2 separate regions of the Ovis aries genome follow, and region 2 is linked to region 1. A link is a contact called in public Hi-C data. All regions are on one chromosome and are shown on one strand. Each heading gives the region's core, a stretch centred on a gene start, on an enhancer-like site or on the middle of the called end of the contact. The rest is flanking DNA. Distances are from core to core; before and after follow the strand shown.

Region 1 (6,174 bases), core at 3,540-6,039:
CAAAGAGTCGGACATCACTGAGGCACTCAGCATGCACGCACCATCAGGAATATTATCTAGCTGACGTGTACCAGCAAGTGTGTACGGAGGTTGAAAACACTGATATACCCCTGTACTGGCTTGCAAATAATGACTGTCACAAGTCAGCAACTACCCCCATTTGCTGGATTCTCCCCTGGAATCCCTATGATGTGGAAAAGAAAGAATTAATGCCTGGCACATTCTAGGCATTAATTCTAGGACCCAGATGGAGCCTAGTCCTCCATGCTGTCAAAATATTTTGAATATGACCTCCAGCTTCCACATTCCCAGAACACACAACTTACTTTCATGTCTCTGGGCTTCCACTTGAGCTACACACTCTGCTCAGCGTATCCTTCTCTCAACCCTCCGAAACCTCTCCTGTTTCAGATCTTCGGTTCAAACACAACCTTCCCCACTGAGTCTTCCCCAATCCCAATCTCAGTTCCCCAAAACCACTGGTCCCTCTTCAACAGCTACAGTGCCTTTTTTCTTCAACCCCCCCCTTTTTAAAAGCCCTATATTTTGTCCTGCTTTAGGTATTCATCGACAAATTCCAACTGATCAACCTCTCTGACTCTTGAGATTTTAAAAATAGATTTATAGGAAAAATGGTATTGTTCGATCAATTTCTAGGAAGCTGGTCCCTGGGCTAGCTGACCACCTCTATGACGTGAGCACTGTCTTAGCTGATAAGATCCTTCCTACATGAGGACATGCTTTGGCCAGTGAGGGACTTGGAGACCCAGCTTCTGGGCTGTGGCTTAGAAGAACTGCAGTGGTGCCTCGGTAAGTTCCAGCACAGAGGCGGATGCAAAGTCCATGAATAGATTTAAAACAAACAAACAAAAAACACAACCCCCCACCCCAATAAAATAATCACTATACAGCAGCTTCCAGGGACAGAGGGGCTTCCTAGCATACTCAACTCTCCTCACAGTTAAGCCGGCACAGTGGCTGTGGGACAGACTTGCCCCACGGAAGTGGCCAGCACCCCTTCAGCCTCCTGCTTCTCTAAACTGCCTTCTTTTTTCCTTTCAGTTTCTAGCCTCTCGTTACAATTGGGAAACGAGCATCTCAACACACATTATTAGGCTGTATAATCCAGGGCAAGGATCAGATCTTGCTGACTCTTCCAGCTTCCATCACATCTAATGATTATATTACCAGACACAGACAGCACTTATTAAACGCCAGCTTCGTTCGATACACTGACCAAGTCATACCATCCGATTATTAGGTTCTGCCGTTAGCCCCATGTTCGTACGAGGAAGCTGAGGAAGAGAGAGGTGACGTGCTTTGTCCCAGCCACACCTGGTCCCTATCCCAGCCCGCAGTCTGGCTCCACATCCCTTGTTCTTAACTACGACTCAATGTCTAACATGCTGCAGATGTACAAAAAAGGTTTGTCGAAAACAGAAACAAGTGTGCCCTGGGGTTCCTTGGCTAACAGGACACTGCCTATTTTCACAGGGATGCGGGCAAGCACTTGACATCCTCAAACTTCCCCCAGATGACCTGGAGCTAAGACACCCCCTCACTTGTACTGTGTGCCTGCAAACAGCACTCACTGGGGGAGAAGTGGCAGAGACCTGATGCCTGGGGGTAAATGAAGGACTACAGACAAGTGTGCGACTGTTCACAGGGTCCGAGGGGGGAAAATGCTCGGAAGTGGTTTGACCACTTCAGGAACAAGACATCTATACCAATCAGTAGAGCAGAGTGAGAGGCTGTGGATGCGGAAAGAGTGTGTGGACGATCACAGCGGGGCAGGCTGACTGGGCGTTTCTTTTCTTTCTCCTCCCCGTGGGCTGACCACGCCGGTCTGTCTCGATTCCCAACCATCTGTAAAGATCTCTCAGCCTCCACTGGCCTCATGGACAGAGCGGCGGGAGGAGGGCGAGGAGCAAGGGGTCATTTGTCACTGTCGGGAGATGTGCTGCCCACAGCAGGGTTGGCTTTGCTCCCTGCTGCTCCTGCAGCCAGAGCTGCAAACCTTGAAAAAATGCAGAGCACGCACCTCGAAAACATCCATTCACCATCGCAGCTTGCGGATCATGGGAGAAGCCCCTCCCGACGCGGGGCTGACCCGCTCTGCCTTCAGCCCGGGCCCCACCGAGCTGGGAACAAGGGGGCTCCTCAGGAACCTAATCCCTGTCCCGGCCAACCCCCAATCTACTACAGTCTTCCGAGGTCTGGGGTTAAAATTCTCTGAGATGCCATCCAAACCCCTCCTCTCTCCATTAACTCTGATTTCCAGATTGCTTTCCACCATCAGACTGCAGCCAAGGTGGCCCATAATCATTAAATTATGAAAATACAAGTGGCTGGGAGGAAATGAATCCCAGGTTTAACTCAGGAATGGCCTGCTTTCTCGTGAAGTGATTATAAAATTAAAATGTGCTATTTCTCTGGTGAGTATAAAAAGCCTCCTTGGTGAAGTCTATGGCCCCACAGTAATGTCAGGATTTGCACCAAGGAGGGACTGCACGCACCTCAACCACGGGAGTCAGGGACTTCTGCAGGTAAATTTCCAAAGACTGGGTTAAAGGTGATTAAAATCAAGAAGAGGAGGAGGACGGAGTTTGAATTTTCCAATTACTCTTGAAAACTCAAAAGTCAAGCTGCTAGGAAACGCAAGCTTTCTGAGCAGGACTAATAATGCTGAGCTAATTAGACCCACAGGCATGGCCAACATATAAATTCAGCCCAAAGGAGGGACACTGTCCCTTTCAAAACTGCCTGGGGATCAGTGGAAAAGCTAATGAGGAGTGTCAGTTGGGGCTGCTTTTTTAGGTGGTCCTCAGGAGGACACAGCCTGGGGTTTCTGTAACAGGGCTTCTGTGCTTGGTTCAATAAATCAATTTATATTAAAACGCGGGTACAGCTCTGGAGCTGGCTTCATAAAGCATTCTGTGGCATTTCTCAATCTGCTTATCCCATTCCCTGCCAGCCTGCCTGAATGCACCATCAGAGGGCATTGAAAAGAGCAATGAAGAAGAAGGTGGAAGACACTAAACTATTTGTGGAACCTGACCCAGCAGCTCTGCACCACGCTGGGGGTGCCTCTGGTGAGTTTCTCTCCAGAAGACATTTGCATGGCTGGTAAGAAGCCCAATGCTGGGGGGCTGCAACGCTCAACCCGGAGCTGGGCTCCAGGCTTCACACTGAGAATAAATGTCAGCCTCAACCAGAAAGGAAAAGGGTTGCGAGTGAAGCTGCTTTTCAAACCGATCCTCAGGGTCTGAAATATTCTCCAAGAAGTGAAAGAAAAAAACAAGATGAATAAAAGTGCCAACGGCTAGCACAGTCTAGGAGGTGGTGGAGAGGGGCTGGAGGAGGGAGGTGTGTTACTGACCAGGGCAGATGGAATGGTCAGCAGGCTTGCCAGAGAGGGATGGCTGCAGACCAGACATCCCTAAACACAATGACCTTTGCCCCCGAAGGTCTGAAGAGTAGAGGAAAGCCCATCTCCCACTTCTGGACTTGGAGTCCAGCAGCAGCAGGGTCAGAAGCCACAGAGCACGGCCACAACATTCTGCTCTCCCCATCTTGGCTCAGCTGTCTTTTTAACTCCTTGCTACTGGGTTGTTCAATTACAGACAGCTCCCGGCATTGCCCTCCACCCCAGTTAAACCCTTACATTACCTAGACTGCAGTGCCATCTGCTAAGACTTTATGTGATGATGGAAATGTTCTATATCTGCCACGTCCACCTCAGTAGCCACGAGCCATACGTGGCCACTGAACAACTGAGATGCGGCTGCTGTGACGTGGGAAACCAATTTTTACTTTTAATTAATTTTAACTAATTTAGATTGAAATGGTCCCTGGGGGCTAGTGGCCACTCTGCCGGAGAGGACACGGAACAGAAAAGTTTCCCTTTGCCTTCATAAAGGTAGTGAGTGCTGAGAGAAGAAAATGGCGGTGGACGGCACTCTGTTCCCAGGGGAAAGCCTCTAATTTATCAGCTCTCAGTTTCAAGGAAGTAGAGGAGGGAACAATTACCCTGATGCATCATCAAGTCGGAATCACAAAAGAGTTAAGGGCTGCAAGAGACAGAAATGAAACGTTACCATCACTGGAATTTTCCTAATGGAATCTGTCTTTTTCAGAAGCTCGGAAAAGCAGTGCAAAGCCCACCCCCACTGGAGGCTGGCAGAGAAGGGCACAGGAAGTATTTTATGAACAAGAGACCCTAGGCTTGGGATTTGCCCAGGGCCCCAGAACCGCGGCAGAGTGAGGACTGGTGCCCAAGCAGCACTCTCTTTCCTAAGTAAGCCATGCCATCTCATGTTACTGGTCCCTGAAATAAGACCATTATAAACGTTAAAATGGCTTTGCTTAAAGAAAGAATTTTGGTGTACTTTACTGTTAACCAGAACCATCTGGAAGCAATCTTGCATTCACACGATGGACTTGTCCTCTTTGGCCCTCGCTCTCAACAAATCCCATCAGCCCAGGAACAGCTGCTGGAGAGTCTGGCCCAAAGCCAGGGGTGAAGCTATGGCCCCCTCCCGTGTGCTCTGGGGTGTGTGTGTGGGGGCCCAGCCTTGCTCATCACCCCATGCGGCCAGACACAAAGCACAAAGAACACAGATCCTACACGAGAAAGCGAAATCACCCGCAGTCACAGGAGCGGGCACTTGGTGCCACAAAGCCAGCTGTGAGAAACTGTTGTTTTAACTCGGGAACACAGATGCTTGCCAGCAAATAACGGCCTGAGACGGCTCAGAGGGGAGTGGGTCAGGACGCTGGGCTCACAATGCCAGCTAGTGAGCATCGTGCAACAGACAGCAGCTCCACACAAAGGGCTGGGGAGGAGGGACACGGCTCATACCAAGTCCAAGGCCAAGGTTCTGGCGCCAGGACCGAGGACATCCAGCACAGAAGGTGAGAGCTGGGACATGTCAGGGACTGACTCAGCATCCAGAGTGCTGTTAGAAAACGCCTTTGTGGGGCTTCCCTGGTGGCTCAGAGGTAAAGAATCTGCCTGCCAGCGCAGGAGACATGGGTTCAATCCCTGGTCTGGGAAGATCCCCCATGCTGCAGGGTAACTATGCGTGTGTGTCCCAACTACTGAGTCTGGGCTCTAGAGCCTGGGAGCTGCAACTACTGAAGCCCGCATGTCCTAGAGCTCGCGCTCCACAACAAGAGGAGCCACAGAGGGAAGCCCGCATACCAACAAAGACCCACCCACCACAGTAAAAAACAAAACACACAAAAACAAAAGATACAAAACTTGATCTATTTATAAAATAATTTTTAAAAAAGAGAGAGAGAAAAAAAAAGCCTTCGTAAATCAAACCACTGTGCAAACTATCTGAGCAGAAAGGAGGTAGGGGAGCCAGGGACGAGACAGATTTCATTAGGAAGGTCTGGGTGACAATAACCTTTTGTCCTCTATACAATCTGGGCCTGCCAAGCTCCATGGTCTCCGAGAAAGCACGAGGGTGGGAGAGAAAGAATCCCCATCAGAAGGCAACAGACTCATCCTTAATTATGAGAGCGGGCTTCCCGGAGCTGACATCCTCTCCCACACTTCCTCCCGGCTGCAGACACACCACAGAAAGCTGGCAGGATGCTCCTCTAATGAGAGCAGTCGATTTTCCTAAATAAAGGAAATCTGGTGCTTTGGGGATCGTCCCCATCATCACCACCCCCAAACCACACACAGACTTTTAGTGACGAGTGTGAAGCATCACAGTTTAATTTGGCCAACAGTCCATTGGGTCAGATTGAGAACTGGAAAAATGACTACCTCGGCAGCTCCTGAAATGTTTTATTTCATCCTCTTGTCCTCTAAAGGGCTGGCAAGGAGACACTGATCCTGGTAGATGGAGGTCCCCTGCTTAAATTTCCACCGCAGCTCAGAACTGAATAATCACGTTTAATCTCACTCTGAAGAAAAGTTGATCCATTGTATCAGAAAGAGCTCCAGGCTAAGAATCAGAAGCCTGGGTTATTCTGACATTTTTGCATTCATGGCCACTTAAGTAAGTGTAAGCCTCTTAATCCCTCTGAGCCTTAATTTGCTCAGCTGCAAAATGGGAATGAGGAGGAGGACTCCTCTTTGGGCATTTGACAGTTTAGCACCAGACTGAACAGTGTACCCCTGAAGTGAGGTCACCCTGGTTCACAGACTGGCTTCTC
Region 2 (6,053 bases), core at 1,655-4,154, 110 kb before region 1:
CAGAAAGTGAAGAGGAACTAAAAAACCTCTTGATGAAAGTGAAAGAGGAGAGCGAAAAAGGTGGCTTAAAGCTCAACATTCAGAAAACGAAGATCATGGCATCCGGTTCCATCACTTCATGGGAAATAGATGGGGAAACAGTGGAAACAGTGTCAGACTTTATTTTTGGGGGGCTCCCAAATCACTGCAGATGGTGACTGCAGCCATGAAATTAAAAGACACTTACTCCTTGGAAGAAAAGTTATGACCAACCTAGATAGCATATTCAAAAGCAGAGACATTACTTTGCCGACTAAGGTCTGTCTATTCAAGGCTATGGTTTTTCCAGTCATCATGTATGGATGTGAGGACTGTGACGAAGGCTGTGCGCCGAAGAATTGATGGTGTTGGAGAACTGTGGTGTTGGAGAAGACTCTTGAGAGTCCCTTGGACTGCAAGGAGATCCAACCAGTCCATTCTGAAGATCAGCCCTGGGATTTCTTTGGAAGGACTGATGCTAAAGCTGAAACTCCAGTACTTTGGCCACCTCATGCGAAGAGTTGACTCATTGGAAAAGACTGATGCTGGGAGGGAATGGGTGCAGGAGGAGAAGGGGACGACATAGAATGAGATGGCTGGATGGCATCACTGACTCAATGAATGTGAATCTGAGTGAACTCTGGGAGTTGGTGATGGACAGGGAGGCCTGGCGTGCTGTGATTCATGGGGTCGCAAAGAGTCGGGCACGACTGAGCAACTGAACTGAACTGAAGTGAACTGTGATGGAGGATAATGTGGTCCACTGTGCAATGAATCAGCAGTGGGGGATGCCAGGCTAAGCATTGCTTATGGGAACAAGGTGGTGTGAATTATAATGAAAGTATTAGTGAGCTGATTTCCAGATGGTGCTAGTGGTAGAGTGTTGCCTGCACTTGCCAGCATAGGAGACAGAAGAGACCTGGGTTCGATTCCTGGGTCAGAAAGATCCCTTGGAGAAGGAAATGGCAACCCACTCAAGTATCCTTGCCTGGAGAATCCCATGGACAGAGGAGCCTGGAGGACTACAGTCTATGGGGTTGCAAAGAGTTGAACATGACTGAAGCGACTAAGCACATAGACTATGGTAAGCATCACTGAGATGCCCAGTCAAGTTTGTATTTGGGTCAGGTTAGGCACCTAATTGCAAGTATGTTCCATATATACAAAAAATACACAAATATTGTTAATTGGAAGTAGTTCTGATTGCACATCAAGGCAAACTTAAGCGTTTGCTTTAAAATGCATACAGGAGGCATGACACTGGGATTGGGCAGTTAGTGGGCATACCCAAGTATATTTTAGGGAATTCCTTAGTTAGGACTCCCTGCTTTCACTGTCAAGGGCCCGGGGTTTGATTCCTAGTCAGGGAAATAAGAAGGTATCACAAGTGCCACCTGGGGCAGAAAAAAACAAAAACAAAAACACACCAAACCAAGTGTATGTCTTAATTTGCATACTACAAATTTTATTTTGAAACATGTCAGGCAGGTTGCTTTTTAATTTGAAACTTTGTTCAATAAATTGTGTTCCAGGCTTCTTTGGTGGCTCAGCAGTATTTAAAAAAAAAAAAAAAATCTGCTTGTCAATGCAGGAGACAGGAGTTGGATCCCTGATCTGGGAAGATCCCACATGCTAGGGGAACAAGCAAGCCCCGAGGTGACAACCACTCTGCGCTCTACAGGCGGGCAGCACCAACCATTGAGACCACCTGCGGGGATTACTGAAGCCCGTATGCCCTAGAGCCTGGATTCTGCTACAAGAGAAGCCACAATGAGGCCAGGCATGGCAACTAGAGAGTAACCCCTGGCCCCTGCAACTAGCGAAAAGCCCGCGCAGCAATAAAAGACGCAGCATAGTCAAAAAAATTTTTTTAAACTGTGTCCCATTACCAATACTAAATAGAATAGAAATGAAAAGCCAGTATTATGTAATCTTTTACTTGCAAAGAGATTCTCTGGCTGAGAGGTTATCAAGGTTACATTGTGCTGCTTTAAAGGTAAAGAATACCTATTGTTCCCAAAAGCAGTTATGCATGGATGTCCCTTGTGTGTGGTTTGGAGTCTGGACCTTAGCCCTCTGCCTCTCATGAAGGGATCAAAGCCTGCGCAGAAGCAGTCTCAAGTCTGAACACACTCAGTTCCCCCATTCCTTATTTTTCTTATGTGGTCTGGATTTTCAGGAGGGTGATGACTAACAGTATTGCCAGATTTACGTAAAAGTACAGGACACTAGCTATATTCCAAGTTCAAACATTTTTAGTATAGGGGACATACATATACTAAAAAATAATTCGTTTATCCGAAACTCGAATTAGACGTTCTGTGAATCTTAATTGGCAGCCCCTGCCTGCTTTTTCTTCACACCGATTTAACTTCACAAAAGTCTCAAAATGGGAGGCAAAAAGAAACTCGCCTGGCCCCAAAGCAGATGGAGCTCAGGGTAGTAGGCCTTTTCCCAAACTTGGCCTTAAAAAAAAAAAAAACCCACCCACAAGTCTCAGGAGCCTGCGCATTAAAGCGGGCAGTGCAGCAGCTTTCCCGCCGGTTTTCTGCGGAATGTGGCGCAGCGGCCACGCCGCGGGGTGGAGCGCATGTTGCGGTGTCCTTGCTAGATGCGAAAGGAGGTGCCAGAAACTTTAAACCTCAGCCAGAGTACAACGTGTCCACTTAGACGGCGGTAAGTGCCGCCATTTTCTTTGCGGACAAACACCGGGAGAAGTTAGCGGCTCCACTTTTGCCCCGTTAAGCGGCGTGGGGAGCGCAGCCCGCGCCCTCAGCACTTTGGTGACGTGGAATCCGGGTTCCCCCTTTGGGGGCTGATTTCTAGTGACACGTCGAATTTTGCCAAGGCGGGGAAAGGGACGCCGCTTCTGTCCCGGATGTAAGATGGCGGCGCGGGGGGGTGCGGCCTAGCGGGGCGGTCACGTGGTGGGGAGTAGCGCGCGAGCCTCCTTAAGTGGTCTCTATGGTTCGACCGACTCACTGGAGCAGCGGAGCGCGAGACGGGGCGTGTGTCCGTGGGCGCCGGGCTCTCGCCGCTGCCACCCATCCCGCAGCCCGGCCCGGTTTCAGTTTTACGGGGTTTTTGTTTGTTTTCTTCTCGCCTCCTGCAGAGGGGCACGGGATTTCCCCGAAGGGTACTGAGGAGCGGGTGGCCTGGGGACTTCCGGGCTGTGCCTGGGTTTTCTGGCCGCGGCGCCGGAGCCGCTGTCCGCCTCCGCAGGAAGCGCCCCGGGCGTTCTACCGAGCGGAGAGCCGGCCCCGCGCGCGTGTGCCGAGAGCGCGGCGCCCGTGGGCCCCAGCCGCCACCCAGCCCCCACCGCGGGGCGGGGAGGGGCGCGGGCGGTACGTCCCGGAGACGTGGCGGGAGCGCGGTGGAGACGGCTCGGAGCTCGCGACGGGCGAAGCGCGGGAGCGCTGCTCGCTGCCTCACTGGAATGGTCCGGGTCCCGCAGGCGCCGGCTGCGCTTTTGCCGCCCATTTCCTGCTGTCGAGCGGCCTGGGGGACGGCGTCCCCTCGGGGCGGCAGAGGGAGCGGCTGCCTGGGACAGGACCTCTGGGCACCTTTTCTCTCCAGAGCGCTCGGTTACGTAGAGGACCCTGGCTCGGCCTCCCCCGGGCGCCGGCGCCGCGAAGATGCCGGGAGCTCCCGGGGTGCGGCCGAGCGGCGCGGCGCTGGGCGGGGTCTGCAGGCGCGGCGCGGCGAAGAGCAGGGGCGCGGGGTCGGCGGCGGCGGCGGCGGAGGAACGACGGAGGAGCACCGGAGTCGCTTCGCTCGCCTCAGCGTGGTCCGGTGCCTCCCCGACACCATGGCCCTGGCTGAGGTAGTAGTTTGTGCTGTTGGTCGGGTTGTGACATTGCCCGCTGTGGAGATAACTGCGCAAGCTACTGCCTTGCTAGTGCTGGTGATGCTCAGCGCCGCGGAGGACAATGGCTGGGAATCCCCTTTGTTTTCCGGGGCGCGGGGGCAGCCCGCGGAGCCCCGGCCTCAGCGACCGCCACGGAAACCGTTAGTTGTATGGTTTCCCGGAGGGAGGAAGGAATTGCGGGGACGGGGGCGGACAGGGACTTTTGTAAAGCTGGGGGAAGACCTAAATCTCTGGATCCGCTATTTGCTTTTGAAGGAAGGAATGAAATTGAGTAATTGACACGGATAACTTTACCATCCTAAATAATTTGAACGCTTCTTTCAGTAGTTGATGCACGATTTAGTTAGTGCGTATTTTGCGCACTTCATTCTTTATGAATCGGATTTGCGTGAGGTACCTCGTGCAGAACCGGCATAGGGGGTAGAATAGTCGACCCATTAAAGTTTATGCCTTAACATTTCGATTTTGTTTATTTGGTATGTTCCCTCTGTAAATCTAAGAGTTTTCAAAATATAAACCCAAAGCAATTAAAAGTTTCTGTTTAAACTTTGTTTTGCAGCTCCTTGAATGAGAAGATTGAATTTATAGTTAAACGCTCTGTTGAGGTTTTTTTTAAATGTATGAGGCAAATAAATTCTTTTTACAGTATGCTGTGTTGTTTTGTTTTGTTTTTTAATTTACCTTTGGGGGCTCCTTGTGCCAGTGTGGTGGTGGTGGCTTTTGGCCTTTGATTCTCATGCTGTATAGTCGTTGCTCATCAGTGTGGGAGGAAAGGATCTAGGTAGGCGCTAAAAGTGTGGTTTGTGGATACTCTGAGTTTAAAAATCTTAATATTTTCCATTTTAATTTGTGAGGGACCACTGTTCCCTCAGTTTTTAATAAAACGTAGTTTGGAAAACTAATGAAATGACTTGGTATTTTAAATACTCCGAGATCTGGGTAGAAAAAGATGATGATTGTACTTTTAAAATTTTAATTTCCCTGAGAAAAATTAGTGGTAAATTTTAATACTTTCCTTAGAAAACAGATCTGGTTTTGATTTGTGTAGAAGAATTAACTTTGAATGGTGTAATCACAAGCATTCTATGGTTTAATTTTGGATGCATAATTGAGAAAAATAAGGCAGTTCTTTGCCTAGAAAAAGGCACATGTAAGGAGAAAAATTTTTTAAGCCAACTGAATCCTGTTAGTCCCCTCCAGCAAGAGTTTGTTGCTTTCATAATTCAAAAGTGATCTAATAAGTGTGTCTTGATTTAGTTTGGTTTAGCTTTTTGAGATAACCTTACTCAGTCTGATCTGGTCTGGATGGAGCTGCCTCATTGTGGGAAGGACAGTAGAGAACCTTTTATTGACTAAATCTTAAAACGCATAAAATATCTGAACGTTGGCTTTTTGAGTTTGCTATCTTTTGATATCAAAGAGCAAAGTAAATTTAGATTTTATTAAGTGCCAGTTCTTTTAAAGGATGAAAGTCTCTGGGTGCTATGTAAAATCTTGATTTACAGAGAAGCTAATAAAATTCTAATTTTCATTTCCCAGAACAGTTCATCCAAGCAACCAAGGTAATCCTCATCCCACAGGTCCTCATCTTTCCATTATACTGTAGAACATTTTATAGGGGATCAACAGTTGTTAATTTGTACCCCAAAGTGTTACCGATTCTGCCAGTAATTTATTGAACTTGAATAGACATCAGGTAGGAAGCTGAAGTGGATGTACAAAGTATTCATAGTTTATCCTCTGCTTTTAAAGTAAATTTCATCCAGAATTGCCCACATATTAGGAACATTTTGAGTTGTTGGATATAAAGTACTTCCATATGTTTTTCTTGTTTGCTAAATTACAAAGAAGATACTGCCCCAACCAACTTGTTTTTAGTACCGTAGTTATATTTCTACCCTAATCTCTAGTTTTAAAAATTAGCCTTTCATGAATTTCACTTTACTATTTCTGTACATTGATGAAAATTACCTGCTGAACATTTTTACTATTGACAGTTTACTACAAAGATGAAATTGCTTTGTCAAAAGTACAATTTTGCAGTTGATATTTTTGACATTTACTTGGTGTTATTAACTTTTTTGTTGATCTGTTGTCAAACACTGAAATTTGTAATAGCAGAAAACCACTGATGGGAAAGAATAAAGCAATATTTTGGGTGTCCTCA

Evidence for each region. Hi-C and Micro-C count contacts between places; a contact is called where the count stands out from the background.
Region 2: a contact with region 1 is called in a Hi-C map of hypothalamus, with 2.9 times the contacts expected there. The contact joins the promoter of LOC121819183 here to the enhancer-like site in region 1. A contact is called at or near these places in 3 of 16 Hi-C or Micro-C datasets (hypothalamus, mesenteric adipose tissue and tail adipose tissue).

The regions. Positions count from the first base shown.
Region 1 is chr3:156,991,911-156,998,084 of ARS-UI_Ramb_v3.0, reverse strand. The region is part of intron 6 of PPM1H (protein phosphatase, Mg2+/Mn2+ dependent 1H); the gene reads right to left. Among named protein-coding and RNA genes, the nearest start is that of MIRLET7I, 110 kb to the left of the region's middle. Within about 2 kb of position 4,789, at least 20 of the 54 cell types and tissues checked have an H3K27ac peak or open chromatin away from gene starts, as enhancers often do. A contact at or near this core is called in hypothalamus, where this site is marked.
Region 2 is chr3:157,104,807-157,110,859 of ARS-UI_Ramb_v3.0, reverse strand. It overlaps LOC121819183, which reads left to right and starts at 2,904. Exons shown (of 2, transcript XM_060413671.1): 1 at 2,904-2,909; 2 at 2,957-4,534. The coding sequence starts at 2,904. The coding sequence ends at 4,165. It overlaps MIRLET7I (microRNA let-7i), which reads left to right and starts at 3,833; the gene lies at 3,833-3,916.